2 separate regions of the Drosophila melanogaster genome follow, and region 2 is linked to region 1. The links are chromatin contacts, called in public Hi-C maps. All regions are on one chromosome and are shown on one strand. The core of a region is the stretch at or near the end of the contact, and the rest is flanking DNA. Distances in the headings are between cores, read along the strand shown.

Region 1 (7,603 bases), core at 1,745-4,244:
GCCAATGCGCAGAGCTTCTGCCGGCTATGCATGAGCTTCCGGCCAAATGCTTGGTCAGCAATTTGACCGGTGCTGGTGTGCGGACGATCAGTCCGGTTAACTTAGTTAACTTATATCTTTTGGTTTTGCGAATGGAACTGAAAAGCAGAGAGAATGCTTCAAGCTCTGAGGCGATTTTACCTGAAACATAAACACTTATACAAATATATATATTGTATATATATGTGTATATATAGAAGTACCAAATCCGTTAAACTTTTATAGAGTTTACAGTCACTGGAGATTGGCCACGTACTTTATTGAATTCTTGGACGCATTTTTCACCTGCCTGGTCGAGATTTTTCAGCTGTCCCATCCTTGTTGAATGTAATTTTCTTTTAAATTATTTGAATGATGTTAGAAAGGTGCATTAAAATGTATCCTTCATCTGGACAAAGTGCAGTTTTTTCCCTTTGCCACGCAATTAAGTGACTAAGAGAGTGCTGTGAAAGCAGCTGCAATTTAATCACTTAACTTAACACTTTGATTCACCTTTGCACCACTCCGGCATTATTTCAGTCGCAGACTTGACTCCTTTTCGCCTGGCTCTAAACAGCTGTCGCTAATTGAAACAAATGAAATAATGAAGGCAATAAAACAACCAACTTTGACTCGAATTGTTCATAAAACACCATGGCAAAGTTGCCCGGTCTTCGCATTCAACAATTCATTTCCGCTCCGTTGGCCGCCAGTGCAGAACTGAAAATGAAACCCAAACCCGGAGCCAAACTCAGCCGCTTCCCTTTGGGGTCCTGCAGCCAGGATCCTGGTTTCTGGGTCCCGGATCCTGAGTACCGAGTCCTTGGTCGTGGCGTACTTCTGCGGCCTGTTGTAAAGTATGCCCGGAGCCATAAAGCTCACAGCACGAGCCCTCCACTCATACTGGAATATTTTTTCTATTTTTTGTTTCATTATTGTCTTCGTTTTTAGCATAATTAAAAGCAATTTAGTGTAGCGCCGCCACTCCAGGACGGGCACATGGGACCACTTGTTGTTGCTGGCGGAGATGGGTCCACGTTCAGTTTTTGGCCCTGAAACGTCTAAAGAATTAGTTATTTGAATTGGTCCTCGAATCCATTAATAAACAGCGGTCCTTCTGAGCATAGAAAATTAAAATGCACAAAAATACATTTTCATTACTGGAAACGTAAATTTTCTTGGCTGTAAATCTAACCTTAATTAAGCATTAATACGAATCTCTGTGTAAATTATCATGTGGTAGGATCAAACCAGAATATACATAAGCATCATAATTTTCAGCATAAATTAAAAGGAATTATACAAAACCGATTAGTAGTTGATCATATACCATGCTATCTAATGGCAATGAACTATTTCAAATAAACAATTAAAGGGAAGCAAACAAACGCAATTTAAGGGAAAATTATTTAATAGTCCAAGCAGCAACAAACCTGCAAAATAATCTAGCCGAGTGTCGTAAATTCTGACAGGCGTTTGCATATTGCCACACTTTACGACAATTTTATGCATTTAATTTAAAGCGAATGACATGGGAGTTCCCTGTTCAGATTTTCACCAAAGACCTTATCAATTGTTGGCCTACAAATTGTTTGCCAGTGAGGGGGGATTTTGGGCTTAACTAATTTGCAGGTGTGCAGATGACATTTCAATTGTGCCTCGAGCCGTAAGGGGCTAACCCTTGGGCTTGGATTTTCGAGCTGAGCAAATACTACGGCATGGCATTCATAATTGTGCAACAACTGAGAGTCGTTGACTGGAATGAGGCCTGGGATATTTGCTTAAATGTCGCAATATCCTGCGCCACTCCTGCTGCATCCTGCTCATCCGCCCCAGGGACCTGGGCAATGCGTGCCAGCTCCGCAGATGAATTAAAAAGGCTGTGCAGCCCACACAAACGCCTCCTGTCCTGACTATTAAAAATTAATATTCCGAGGGGGGAAGGAGCCCAACCAGACGACAACGGGCGGTGCTTAACCATTGTCTAAGCACTGCAGGCAGAAATGTCAGGAAACGGGTGCAGAAAGCATTTGCGATGGCAACAGAATGACGCCCCGAGTGTTTACACCAATTCATTGGACCGCCTCCGCAAAACAAAGGAGTTGCAAAAAAGTGATGTCGGGAGGGGTGAAAAAATATAAAATAAAAAGTAGACGGGATGCGTTTGAAGCCGGGGCTAAATGATTTTGGCCTGAAATACTTTAAAAGCTGATCCGAGAAAAACCCATGGACAATGGAATGTCAACAGGACATCTCTCGAGGGGCCGAGGGATGACAGTGTGACAGTATGACAGTGTACCTGACAGTTCGACAGGCGATGGGCGATCCTGCGGTCAGACCACAGTCCCTCGTCCTGGGAACGGGATGAGCATGGCCACCAGTTGTGGCCACATTTATTTACCTTCTTCTAGCCGACGGGATTTGGCCACACTGTGCAAATATGTGAGTTCATTGCGGCATTGGGCTATCGTTGGGGTGTCCCACCTGTCAGAAGCTCGGCGAAGCCCCCGGCTGGTGAGGCAATTTTACAGCAGTTGATTGCAGCAACTATATGGCTCCGGGGCCTCGGCTGATTCGCCTTTGATGTTTCGCCCTGGGCAGGTAAATCAAGTGCATCAAGTGCCCGATATGAGGGTGCTCTCATCCGAGCCATTCGTACAGATTGTTGACCGGTTCCATTAGTTGGGGCAGTAATTCTGCCGGAAAATTTGCAGCAAACGGGAGGGGTTAAGAAATATTGAAGGGTCTGTGGGTATATACATTCAAAATAAACTGATAAAAGATGGTCGAAGAAGTGCATTTTAAAAGTGGACCACTCTAGCTACTAAGGCTTCCTACTTGCTTTTTGCTCCATACTTACAGGCGGTTGTAAATAAATGAAAAAATTGGAAAAAATATTTACTTTACATTAAGTTAAGTTACGTATTTCTGCCATTTTGAAGTTTTAAAGCAAACTATGTGGCAACACAGCAAATTGGTAACTTGTGTTAGTGCTTGTCACAGATGCTTTTCATATCAGCCGACGAACCACCAAACCACCATAAATACTCCTCCACTTTCGTCCTGTGATAAAAGTTGGTCCTCGCCAGCGTATGTGTGCGTGCTCTCGGCTTATACAGATGCGGTGGGTCGCCCGAATAAAAAAGGATTTCGACCGCCAAACTGATAAATTTTCAAATTTGCATGCTAATGAATACCGCGGATCTGCGTAGCTCTGCCAATGCCAAACTTTTCAACTTATGCGTTTGCTACTCTGGCGCAGAATATTTTGGCGAGTATTCATTCAGGTTTATGCCAGCACAGTGGGTGGCTTATGCATATGGCATATATATATACATATATACATATGTATATGTACAAACTGAATGAAAGGTGGCGACACAACATCCCGTGGCGACCAAACCGAAATGGATTTGCACACGGCGGAAGTTTAACCGCCCGGTAAACGGGAGCTTTGTTTTGAATACTCGAATAGTTAGCTGAAATATTTTAGAAACTTTGCTTTTGCTGGGCAAAACATAATAACTCTGTGAATTATAGACGAAATGTTATGAAAACTTTTTGATCGGGATTATAATTATTCTGTAATTTGGCGCAGTTTATTGTGCATTATAGCGCCCTTGATTGTTTGGTTCAAAAGCAATACTTTGCTTACAGCACAAAAATGGCGATAGATACGACTTTACCACAATTTCTTCTTTTGTTCCTTTTTTGTAGCATTTTTCTCTATGCCACTGGTATTTGGGTGATTTTTCTTTTGATTCTGCTGCATTTCAATTGAACTTTGTTGCGGTTTTTGGCTGCCCATTTGGGAAACTAAAAAACCGCACTTTGAAATTGAAGTATGACCAGCAATTGTAACTGTCAGTGCTAGTTGTGCAATTTATAGTCTTATCCTGCCACCGATGCTTCCACTGGAGTAATCACTTCTGCAAACGAGAGAGAAGAATGTGGGCTAAAATTAATTGCGATCGGTCGGATGCGTTAGCGGAGAAACGCAGCGAAAAGGTTAAACGTTGACAGCCATTTGAATTCAGTTTATTAAAATGCTCCCCCTTTTCCGGATGGGGCTTTCCCCATGGGGGTAGAATCTGTGTGTTTCCCCGCTGTGTCAGCATATAATTTGGCCCGTCGCAAGACAAAAGAATGCCATAACACATGAGTTGCCATCGCAGACGCGAGAATCTGAATGAAAGTGTCAGCGACTGGAGAACTGGGCTATATACATACACACGTATACACTTGCATATATATTCACTTATTCTCGTATATGAAGAGACAGCGACTCTGCGAAAGGACAATGTGTGTGTGCGCTGGATTATCCTAAAAGTCATGGCTTAGACAAATGTTTTATGCTCCACTTGGCTGCATTAGCCTCGCGTATTATGCTCAAGTGCCGCTGGCGCACGCTGCGTATGAGTTATTTATTGTTTATTTAAGCTATTTGGCTTGATTTTCCAGCTGTCTCTGCAAGCCAAAGCAATTTATGACTAAGCTAAACTTTTTTCGCGTATAAAAACGAAATCAAGATTTGAAAATATTCAATTTAAGCTACTGAAATCGCTCTAGGTTATTACCAATTTAACTTTAACTTTACAACTGCAACTGCAAAATAACTATGAAAATGTTTATCAACTACTGACAGCTATTTGGCAGGAGTTTAAAAGGATAAAATTTTACTGTGCCATTCAAAAAGTGTTTTTCAGGAACTTGGGTGCATCTTAAATTTGATGCGACCGCATTTCCGCAATTCGCGGTAAGTAATTCAATGGCATTGGCTTGAAATAAAATTTGATGCCCCTCATGTGGCAGGCAGTTGGTGGCTATGCATATGGCTCATAAGTTTTCATCTTTCTGATATCCAGGGTACATAAAATGAAAGAACCTTAATTCACATTAAAGGACGCACGGACGGAGGAAAAGGAACGAGACCTGTGTCGATGCATCCATCAATTGCCACTGCACATAGGCCAAGGACATTTCTAAAAGCAGGGCGTGCCACGCCCACAGCCAGCAGTCCAAACCCTTTTTGCCGCCCCTCTACAACCCTCTTCACTTATTTACCCAGTCAACTGTTCAGGCATTCACTCTTGCCCGTGGCAAGGGGGCTTTTTACGAGGGGCTTGTTCGCAGGAGCAGGGTTTCCACTTCTCGACGCATTCATTCAAACACGGTTTGTATTTGAATTTCACTCATTGCGCATCCAGGCGTTTCATGACCCTCTCTGCCAGCGGCCAACTTTTAACCAAAGCCAAGGCAACGCAGTACACCCAGATTATAGTTTGGACTACGCCTACGCCCTTGCAACACTGAGAGAAAATGTTGCTAACTTGAACTCTTCATAGAAACTAGCATCAATTGTTTCACGAGCCCGTTAAGAAAGCTTTGGTTAATATAACGTAATGGCTTTGAAAATTATAAGTAATAAAAACATTTTTTTCTTGAGTGTACCTAACCCATTGGCGGTTGGCAGTTAACCTTGCCCTGCTGGCGACCGCCATGTGGCCTAAATAATTGCACGTTCCAATTGGCCTACTCGGTGGCCAGTTAAAGCGAGAAGGTGGCCAACTAGAACAGGCAACGCTCTCGGAACCTTTTGTCACTTCTTTTGTACTGTCAACAATTGCATTCCAGCAGATTTGGATTCGTACTCGTATTTGGATTCGGATTCAGATGCAGCTACAGCTGCAGCTGCAACTGCAGAGAGACTGCAGACAAGTTGACTGCAAACATTACGGCTGCTTGCCTTCTGTGCTGCGCTGTTCTGTTTTGATGAATGTGGCAAGATATTCCTTTGTTTGGCGTGACGTGACGAAAATTGTTGCCCCAACTGACGGCCCCACTATAAGGGACTGAGTTGTCACAGAACAAAGTAAAGCGCAAAATAATATAAAGGAAAGCAAACAAAGAGACCGCAGTAGACTGACATTCATTTAAGTTTCAGCGGTCTTGAAGGTAACTTGCTGACAGAGACGCTAAATAGGAAGTTTCGCTTCCTAATTGATAGATAATCCCCATAAATATCAATTCCCCGGTTGGCCAAGTAAATCCCTCTCATCCACTTTGCCTCCTTCCAGCCGACGGAGCGTGAAACTTTTCTAATAAATATGCGCTCGGCTTGGAGGGCATAATCCATTTATATACACTCGATAAAAGGCTTTATTAAATTGACAATACAAAATTGCTTTATTGGATTCGCAGAATGTGCGTGGGCGAACGGAAGGCAATTTGCGTTACTTTGATGTAAATGGATGAATCTTTCGCTAACTCAAACAGAATTGTCCAAGTGCAAATGTTGACGGGGAAATTACAAGATAGAAAAATTCTTTTTATCCGCACCATTTTAAAAAATAATCCCCTTAAAAATGCAGGCCATCCGCCATTAGTGCGGATAAGTAAGTGTAGCATTTCCCGAAAATCTTTTCCAGCTTCTGGCCTAGTGCAATTTAAAATCTATAAATCTGTAATCGCCATCATACATCTTATATGTAGGTAGGTGAATCGATTTCACCCACGTCCACCGCTCGTATACGTGATGCGGTACATGATCAATATTCAATCGACACACTCGGGAAAAACCCCATAAATTACCTACAATACCCATAAAGCTCCCCTGTTCATTGCATCTACTTCAGGTCGTCTGTCCGCAGGCTTAACATATATATATGTAGAGAGAGAGAGCTCATGTAGATATAGATATATGGGGATTTGATTACTCTCTGCGCCACATTTATCTTAACCGTGACCCATAAACACATAGCGCCAGCAAACAATCATAAAATATGATTGCGACAATGTAGCGAATCGAGTTGGTTATTTATGATGATATTATGATATTTGGAGGGCTTGCTTTTACAAGGTTGTAAATAAAAGAGTTACGTAGGAAAACAACCCCGCGGTGAGTTGCTTCAATTAACAAAATGAGTTAGTTAATTGTGAGACTATTTCCCAGCATTTGTTAGTTTAAAGCACTCCCCTGCCAGCCAGCAGTGTCCCTTTGAATTAGTGCAAAAACCACTTGCCACATTGCGCATCCGCCCCGTATGCACTCGTTCTAATGCACAGTCATCCTTGTGTGCGGTTGCCGCTCCCAGCCACTGCCATTAATGTGAAAAATTTAAGTTTTCAAAGTCGCCAGCCAGACCCCTTGGAACGCCCCTCCCTTGGATCACCAGCCCCACGGCTGTTGCCACTGCCATTAGCAGAGTTTTACTCGCAGACGCGTTAATTCACTCACATCACGCCGGCTGTTTGCATAAATCAACGCTCCCCGGCTGAAAGCCGAGCTCCATGGGCTATGTGTGCAATATCTGTGCTGGCTTTGGCCGCATCAACTTTACGGCTCCTACTTAAAGCCGCAAAAATCAGCATAGCTCGTTACGCAGCACCCCGTTCTCCAGGTGGGTATCCGGATTTCCACCTGAGCCGCAGCGTATGCCGGCGCATTTATTACACGGCCCGCTTGCCAGCGATTTACAGCTTGTTTCCTGAACGGTTTAAGCCCTTTAGCCCGGCTAACTCGAGTGGGGCGACGTTCCTGCTCATTTGTTAAATTATAATGAGTTCTGACGAAGGGATGCTGTTT
Region 2 (7,603 bases), core at 2,861-5,360, 110 kb before region 1:
TTTCACCGAAAGGCTTGGTTCATTTCATAAACAGTTATCTACTGGTAATGCAAACTTTTCTGGAAATGTCTTGAATGATATGTCTTTTATCTTAAATACAGTCTCTCGTGACGATTGCTAGCCCATCATGTACCTCCTAATCACTTGCTTTTTATTGCAGCTTAATTTTTTTACTAGTGATTTATATTTTGTTGTACTCTTAATGTTGTGATTTTGTTGCCGGCCTATGTTCATTTCGATTCTTCCGTTCGAATGGTTTGATTTCTAACCGTTCCATATGCCATTCCTTCGCTCGTCCCCGTTTCTCCGCAGGTACCGCCACCCAAATTCGTCCTCTGGAGGAGGCAGTTGGTCCGGCCCCAGCCGTTGATCCCCTGGAGACCCAAATGCTGGCCGCGGGAGGTATTCCCGGGGCGGCAGTCGGCGCCGCCGCCGGTCATCCGCTGCTGCTCGAGGGCGGCAAGCAGCAACAGCTCCACCACCAGCAGCAAATGCACCATCACCACCTTCAGCCGCACAAGCAGCACCTACAGCAGCAGCAGTTGCACCTGGGCGGCGGCGACGGTCAGCCTCTGGCATCGGGTCAAGGGTCACAGGGTCACAGACTTAGACACAAGGGCTTGTGGTTGTTGGTTATACTCTTGCTGTGCTTGATGCTGGCATTAAATGTGATATTATTACTTAAGCTCTGGAGGCTGGAGGAACGCATTGACGTGGATCTCAATCGGCGGGCCCGCATGCCCAGTTTGGCGGCCTTGAGGTGAGTCCAAATCCATACTGACAACCAAATTCGCTATAATGTATGCAAATGAACCTACGCTTTTCAGTGAGCTGCCGAGCACGAATCAGGAATGGCTGGAATTGCTGCGAGACCAGGAGATGGCGCACGAGAACGAGCTGCACAAATGGCAGCAGGTGCTCCAAACTGCCATCGAGCTGCTGAAAAAGGTGAGCATTGTCTGCGAAAAGATCACCAATGATAGCCACCTGCGTCAGAGCATTGAGTCGATGTCGATGGCGGGGCGCACTGAATTCTAAGCATCTCATTAGACGGTGATTAACAGCGGCGATCAGAGACATCGGCAAACAGCAACAGCGTCAACTAATTGTAACTTTAACACTCACTACCACACACATGTATACTTGCAAGGCGTTTCATAACTGCAGGGCAGATTTAAGAAGTCCACTTAACGTCCTCAGCGTTATGATAAATGAATTTTAACTGGATGCATTAGTTTTTTCTTAAAGAACTTGGTTGTTTTCTATTTGCATTTAATGTTTTCGTTTTTATTCCTTACTACTGCCAAATTTAGTCATCTCACGAGCAGATGGAAAGGTCTGATAGTTTTGAAACGCACTGCACCAGCGGGCATTTGTTACTTTGATCTCCTAGTTAGCAATACACAAAACCCAAACTTGTGCATGTTCTATTCTCTCGGATTAAGATACACATCCTCTGACACTGAATGTTAAGGTTAATGTTGAAAATTCATGTATCCCAATCAAGGTTTAACCTATGTTTTCCAACATCTATCTCGAGCAGAGTTGATAAGTAGTCCTTAAAGATAAGTCTTGTATTCCGTAGAGCAAACTCAAGGCCAGTACGGTTAATGTATCATGAAGTACGATTGCAATTGTAATGAAAAACCTTTAAAAATTTTCATATTCTGAATGAAGAATGGAGAAGAGATTCCCATGGCACCACACAAACTCACTGTCAAAACCTTGTATTTTTGTAAGTAATTTTTAATTTTGTATTTACCCTTGTAGAAAGTACTCATTCACTCTCAACTAATCCTTTTTATGTTTGACTAATTTGTATCCTGGATGCTTCCCTGTAAAACGCTTTTTGTGTGGAGAACATAAGTTTGCTTTTAAACTGTTTTACTCAAAATCCTTTTGTTTTTCAGACTGAAAGAACTTTGGCTGAAATCGTAGTACGCTAGCAGTAAAATTATTTAACAAAATGTGCAAGTAAAATGAATCCAATCCAATTGTCTTCGACATGTTAGCAAAACACCCGAAACAATTTTTTGGGCCAAAAGCAAAGCCACCAAAAAATCTGAAAATGAATTTAAAATTCAACTAACATTTAGTCACAAACCCAATACACTTTGAAAAGAAATTAAGAACACAAACCAATATGTTTGTATACATATTTAAGATTATGTTTTAATGGTAAGAAAAGCGCGTGTATGATCTAAGTAGCTGCATTTTAGTTAGACTAGAGCAATTGTTTTGTTTTTATCACGGCATTTACGTGTAGCACCTGTTTGCTTGGCTTTGCTTCAGACAAATGTATCTACAAATCCTCAAGTATTTCATATCTCACAACATACCAAAAACCGAAACAAATCAAGAGAGAGAGCGCCCTGAATTTTTGTTTTAGAAAATTCATTTACATGTCGAGCAAGCGCAAAACTGGCAAACTGGAGAGTATATAATAACTATAACTTTAATATAATTGCCAGTCCATGGCTAGGGGAAATTTGATAAAAACGATTATACAAAATACTTATTGTGTACAATACTTTTGTAAAACCAATCGAAACAATTGTGAGCAATGTTTTCGTTCTTTTGTATAACTCCTCCCAACTCTTTACCCTTTTTCGATTTTTGGCGCCCGTTTACAGACGATACCGATACCAATACCACAACAAGAATCAGAAACAAGATGCTTCAAACTATTTAATCCAAATCGCAAGTCAAGGCTATGGCCAGTAACTGCGTAACTCTATATATACACCATATATATAATCCGTATATATGGCCAAGTATTGTTAGTCTGTAGTAGTTGCATTTTAATGTACCAGAGCAAAAATAAACAAAGCAAAAGCTTGAAAAAAGCAGGAACCTGTGCGAATTGAATGTGAAGAGAAAACTAAACCGGAATAATTAAGAAAAATACATTTAGATCTAAGCTAACAAAATTTTTAAGTTGGTTAATACCACGCTAAAAACTAACTCTTGTCAAATTAATTTGGGCCCTAGCTAAATTGGCTTACGATTTGTGTCACAATTTAGGCTTATTAAACAGAACATACAAGAATAAGAGACCGAATGTTAAGCTGCAGCAATGAAAATTCTAATTTATTATAAAACCGAATAAATAAAATAAAAAAATAACGCCTTTATTTCATTTCATGACATTTTTATTCATGTGTATATAAACTAGACAATCCATATTTAAGTACATTTTCAATTTGGATCGCCTTCATGTGGGATTCAGTGCGGTCCATCACATGGAGGGATCACTGTGATTAAAGTTGTTGATTACTTGGTGCAAATTTGATTAGCTTGAATGAATGAAAATCTACTGGTATATCTATCGCTTCTAAAGACGCCATCGTTTTGAGACCGGAATCTCTGCATTGCCGAGTCGATCTGCAGACCTGGTATTTCGCATCTGTGCACCCGACTTTTCAGGCGAACTCTTCTTGGTCTTCGTCTTGCTCAGCGTACTGGCATCCTTAGCTGTAGATTCTGCCCTTCTGGGAGAGAGGGGTTGTCGCTTCAACTGAGTGGAACTGGTCTTGCCGAGCTTTGGCTGAGCACGGAATGATCCCTGCCCGGCTACTTTCCTTTTGCGAGGCTGAATGACGACCGTCTTGGAGGAATTGGCACTGGTCTTCTTGCTGGACAGGGAGTGCCTTGGCGACACGGTCTTGGTCTTGCCTCGTCCATGGGACATCTTCTCCACCAGCTTCTTAATTGCGTTCTTCTCGCTCGGTGGCTGGATCTTAAGGAAAGTGTGTTTCTGGGTCAAATGCGCGGCAGTAATGGCATTTGCCGCTGGCGGAGACATCAATTCCAGTGTTTCTGGCAAGGGAAACTCCATCGGACTTGGTTTGTATTTGAAAGGTTTCTTTCCGTCGGCAGCTCCACGTGCTGCTTTAGGCCGACGAACTGGCGGAAGATTTCCATTCAGTTCCCTGCGCAGCCTGATGTGACGTTCCACCATCAAATCGAAGATGGAGACTATCGGGGTATTCAGCATGGACGTCATCGTGTTTAAAACAGAGTAAAAGTTTGGAAAATTCTTTGAATGTTTAGTGATAAATGTGTAATGGGGTGTTTGTACTGCTACAAACTGAGTGGGTGGTTGGAAAATGATTTCTCCATGAACATGTGATCTGACGTATTGGGCAGAGGTATTTTCTTAAAAATTTTGAATCCTTCGTAAATTACAATTATTTAAAGACGCATTTTAAAGCTAAAGACGTATATGCCATATATATACACAAACGCTGACAAAATATTTGCATACTTATAGGCATGTAACTTTAATGTTATAACTTACGTATTGCGATCGTAAATTACAATTATTTAAAGACGCATTTTAAAGCTAAAGACGTATATGCCATATATATACACAAACGCTGACAAAATATTTGCATACTTATAGGCATGTAACTTTAATGTTATAACTTACGTATTGCGATCGTCTTGTTGATAAATCTTGAGTAACGTAAAGTACAATTTTTAAGCTTATAAAGTATATGTGCAATAGATGATGTAAACTTTAAAATAAAGTCGATTTTTTATATTTATCCTAAGTAATCGTATATCCAAAGCGACAAAGTCTAGCAAAAGAAATGGCGACCCAATTTCGATAGCCCTGCTTTATTTCCCAACTCAACCAAGTTCAAAATCCTAAAATAAATTCACATGACGCCGAATGGCATGAGTAAGATCACCGACTTTGTTTATTCCGCTTCTTTTGTTGCATTACAGCTCTCTCCTGGGCAATATCAAGAAAGCCAACCTGACTGATAAGAGTTCAAGTTCATTAAACCGCATAAAAATCAGGAACAATTCGTGCAAAATTTGGGGGCCTTTTCAACGGTTCTTCGATGTAGGGAAGTAAGTATATATTATATACATACATATATGGATTTTATATTGGCCTTAAATACAACTAGGCTACATTGTTATAAAAAACTGCAATCTTCAACCTTGCCTTCTTAACTGGCTACAATTTTCAACACAGCTGTATATAATACACATACGTGTATATAGTCGACTAAGAAATTAAATTAATAGAAAATTTAGCAAATAACATACAAAATGAAAGACCAAGAAACTATTCACATTCCGACATCGCTTAATAAAATTTGTCTAGAAATTCAATATTTGCCGTACGCTCACACGTACACTTAGAAAAATGGCCCACCATACGCACTAGCACACATCAGAAGAAGAAAAGAGCAAATTAAGGAGAAAAAGAAAGAAAATAAGAATCTTATCAGCGGTAGAACAAAAACAAAGTTCAGTAAAAAAAACGAAACAAAAACAAAAAGAAAGCCACCAGAAGTCGAGAGCAACAACAAATTGGCTGTGTGTTTTTTCAAGGTTAAGAGCAAGTGCGTGTGCGTGAATTGGTGCCACTGTATGGGTGTCTCGCACATTTTGCACATTGTGCGTATAAATAAAAAACAGTAACAACAGTAAAACCACCAACACAGCAACAGGAAAAAATAATTTTTTTTATAGAGAGCCGAGAGCTACGCACCGAAAACGAGAAAAAAACATAGCGGCAACTTGGCGACTTATTCGCTCCAAGTTTATGGCAACACAATAAACTTAATAATTTCGCTGCAAACTGAACAATCATCATTATTTAGGCCTAATATGCAATTGTGCGTTATTTTCCATCTGATTTGGTCAACGACCCAGCGCAGGTGACACATTTTAAGGCTTATAATTGTATTATCGTTCCAAGTTCTAAGTGTAATCTCCTCCTCCCTCGTTTTCCCCTTACCGCCCTCTGGCCACCCACGCACACAATCGTATCCGCGGATTGCACGCACACACGGTTCGTATACGCATTCAAATTGCGTATACGCAGCGGTTACCCTCGAGTTTAATGACTGATAAGATTGGAAAGCGGGCATTTGCCTAACAGCATTAAGAAGAAATTATGAAGCGAATCTTCTAGAGACTTAATTTGTTTTAATTGTACCCTATTAAAGGCTCGCAGACCAACAAATATTTTATTGTCAACTTTAATTTCAAGTACTTAAAAAAAGGTATAGAAAATTTCATTGTTGATCCAACTCCTTGATAAGTACAATATAATTTGTAAAGAAGAAAAATTGCCTTCAAAAGATATCGAAACGTAGGACAGACTCAAAAATTAGTAAAACTTTTTGTTTCGCGAGACACATTAAATCGCCCGAAAACCGCTTGCTACTCCAAAAACGTCTCGAAACTTGTTGAATGACTTCTGGGTTGCCAGCCAAGACCTTAAATTTCTATCACCAAGTTGAAATTCGAGATCAGTCAAACTAAATAACCAACTTTTATTGGTTCGCTTTATTTATCAACGAAGATTACCAAAGTTCGTTGGGAACTGAATATGGATAACAAAATGTTGAGCCCTGTTACTGTTAGGGAACAGCAGGGGAAGTGATCTCGCTGTAAGCCCATAACATTTGTAATGCAATGTACGCAGAGATAACTTAACATTCATGTAATAGAAAGAGAGCAAGGGAGAGAGACTGCACTTAAAAAAATATAACTACTTATTACTATAATTCGTATTAAATAGTGTTTACACAAAAGAAGGCCAGGGATTTTTAATTTTAACGTAATCAATTATTTCTTAACTTACTTTATAAAATTTTAACTTTATCATCTAATTTTTTAATTTTTATCATTTTTCGATACTGCAGAGATATCTCTTACATGCCTTCTGAATGCAAGCCATAATTTGTTTGGTTTTTCATTCCTCGACTTAAAACATACACCTTAGGGCGATTTTTCTCGGTGCAAGCTCCATACGCACGTGTGGTGATCGTAGGCGGCGAGAATGAGTGTGGGGGGAGAGTGCGCGAGAGCGAGAGCGCGAGAGAACGGGAATGAATGAGCGGCGACTTTTGGAGCGCTGGCGCAAGCGTTTAGCTTTAACGGTCCGCGATCAGTTCAGTACGTTCAGATCAACGGGCGCCGTTGGATGTTTTCTTCAATGTTGAAGCGCGCCGAACTCGCGTTGTGTGGAAAAGCGGAATAGCTCTCTGTTTTTCGTCGTGTTTCTACGTTACTTTACTTTTCGTTCGATCTGTCCGTGTTTCGTTTCGGCTTTATAAATCGAGTAATTCCCCATCCAATAATTAACACGCGTGTTATCAAAAATGTTTACAAGAAACCTACATATGTTCAATAAGTAAGCCGAAAAAAAAAGGCAAAGAAATCATTTAAATTGCAAAAAAAGTGCTGACGATTTTTAATATCAAATTCGAAAAAGCAACAAAGAATTTTATTACCTTCCTTCGCTTTTTGGGTGCGTTGTTATTGCAATTACTGCATTTACCTTATATTATATGTTGTTCAAACACACTGAAATCGCTAAAAATGAAAACTGACGTTTTGCTCTGGCGCTTTGTTTCGCGCGGGCTAATTGACAAATATAACAAAATTCGCCAGGCGTCTCCACTTCTCTCTGATTCTCCCCAATTCTCACCGATATTCTGCGATTCCTTTTCATTATCTTTTTCTGTGCCGGTGGCAGTGCATATAGGAAATTGTCGGAAAAGTTCTCAAGCCAAAAAGCTGTGTAGAATCTGAGTTTTTGAGGAGATTCCTCGAAGTCGAGGCAAACATT

What was found. Hi-C and Micro-C count contacts between places; a contact is called where the count stands out from the background.
Region 2: a contact with region 1 is called in a Hi-C map of the Kc167 cell line, with 2.9 times the contacts expected there. The contact joins the promoter of CG8838 here to the enhancer-like site in region 1. A contact is called at or near these places in 6 of 107 Hi-C or Micro-C datasets (the Clone 8 cell line, the Kc167 cell line, cellular blastoderm embryo and 1 more).

The regions. Positions count from the first base shown.
Region 1 is chr2L:3,244,057-3,251,659 of dm6, reverse strand. No RefSeq gene overlaps it. Among named protein-coding and RNA genes, the nearest start is that of lncRNA:CR45337, 13 kb to the left of the region's middle. Within about 2 kb of position 2,994, at least 15 of the 39 cell types and tissues checked have an H3K27ac peak or open chromatin away from gene starts, as enhancers often do. A contact at or near this core is called in the Kc167 cell line and cellular blastoderm embryo, where this site is marked.
Region 2 is chr2L:3,354,153-3,361,755 of dm6, reverse strand. It overlaps CG8838, which reads right to left and starts at 4,110. Exons shown (of 1, transcript NM_134925.3): 1 at 3,138-4,110. The coding sequence starts at 4,006. The coding sequence ends at 3,335. GramD1B (GRAM domain containing 1B) reads left to right here. Exons shown (of 10, transcript NM_134926.4): 9 at 313-760; 10 at 828-3,116. The coding sequence ends at 1,038. It overlaps E23 (Early gene at 23), which reads left to right and starts at 6,927. Exons shown (of 9, transcript NM_205900.2): 1 at 6,927-7,282.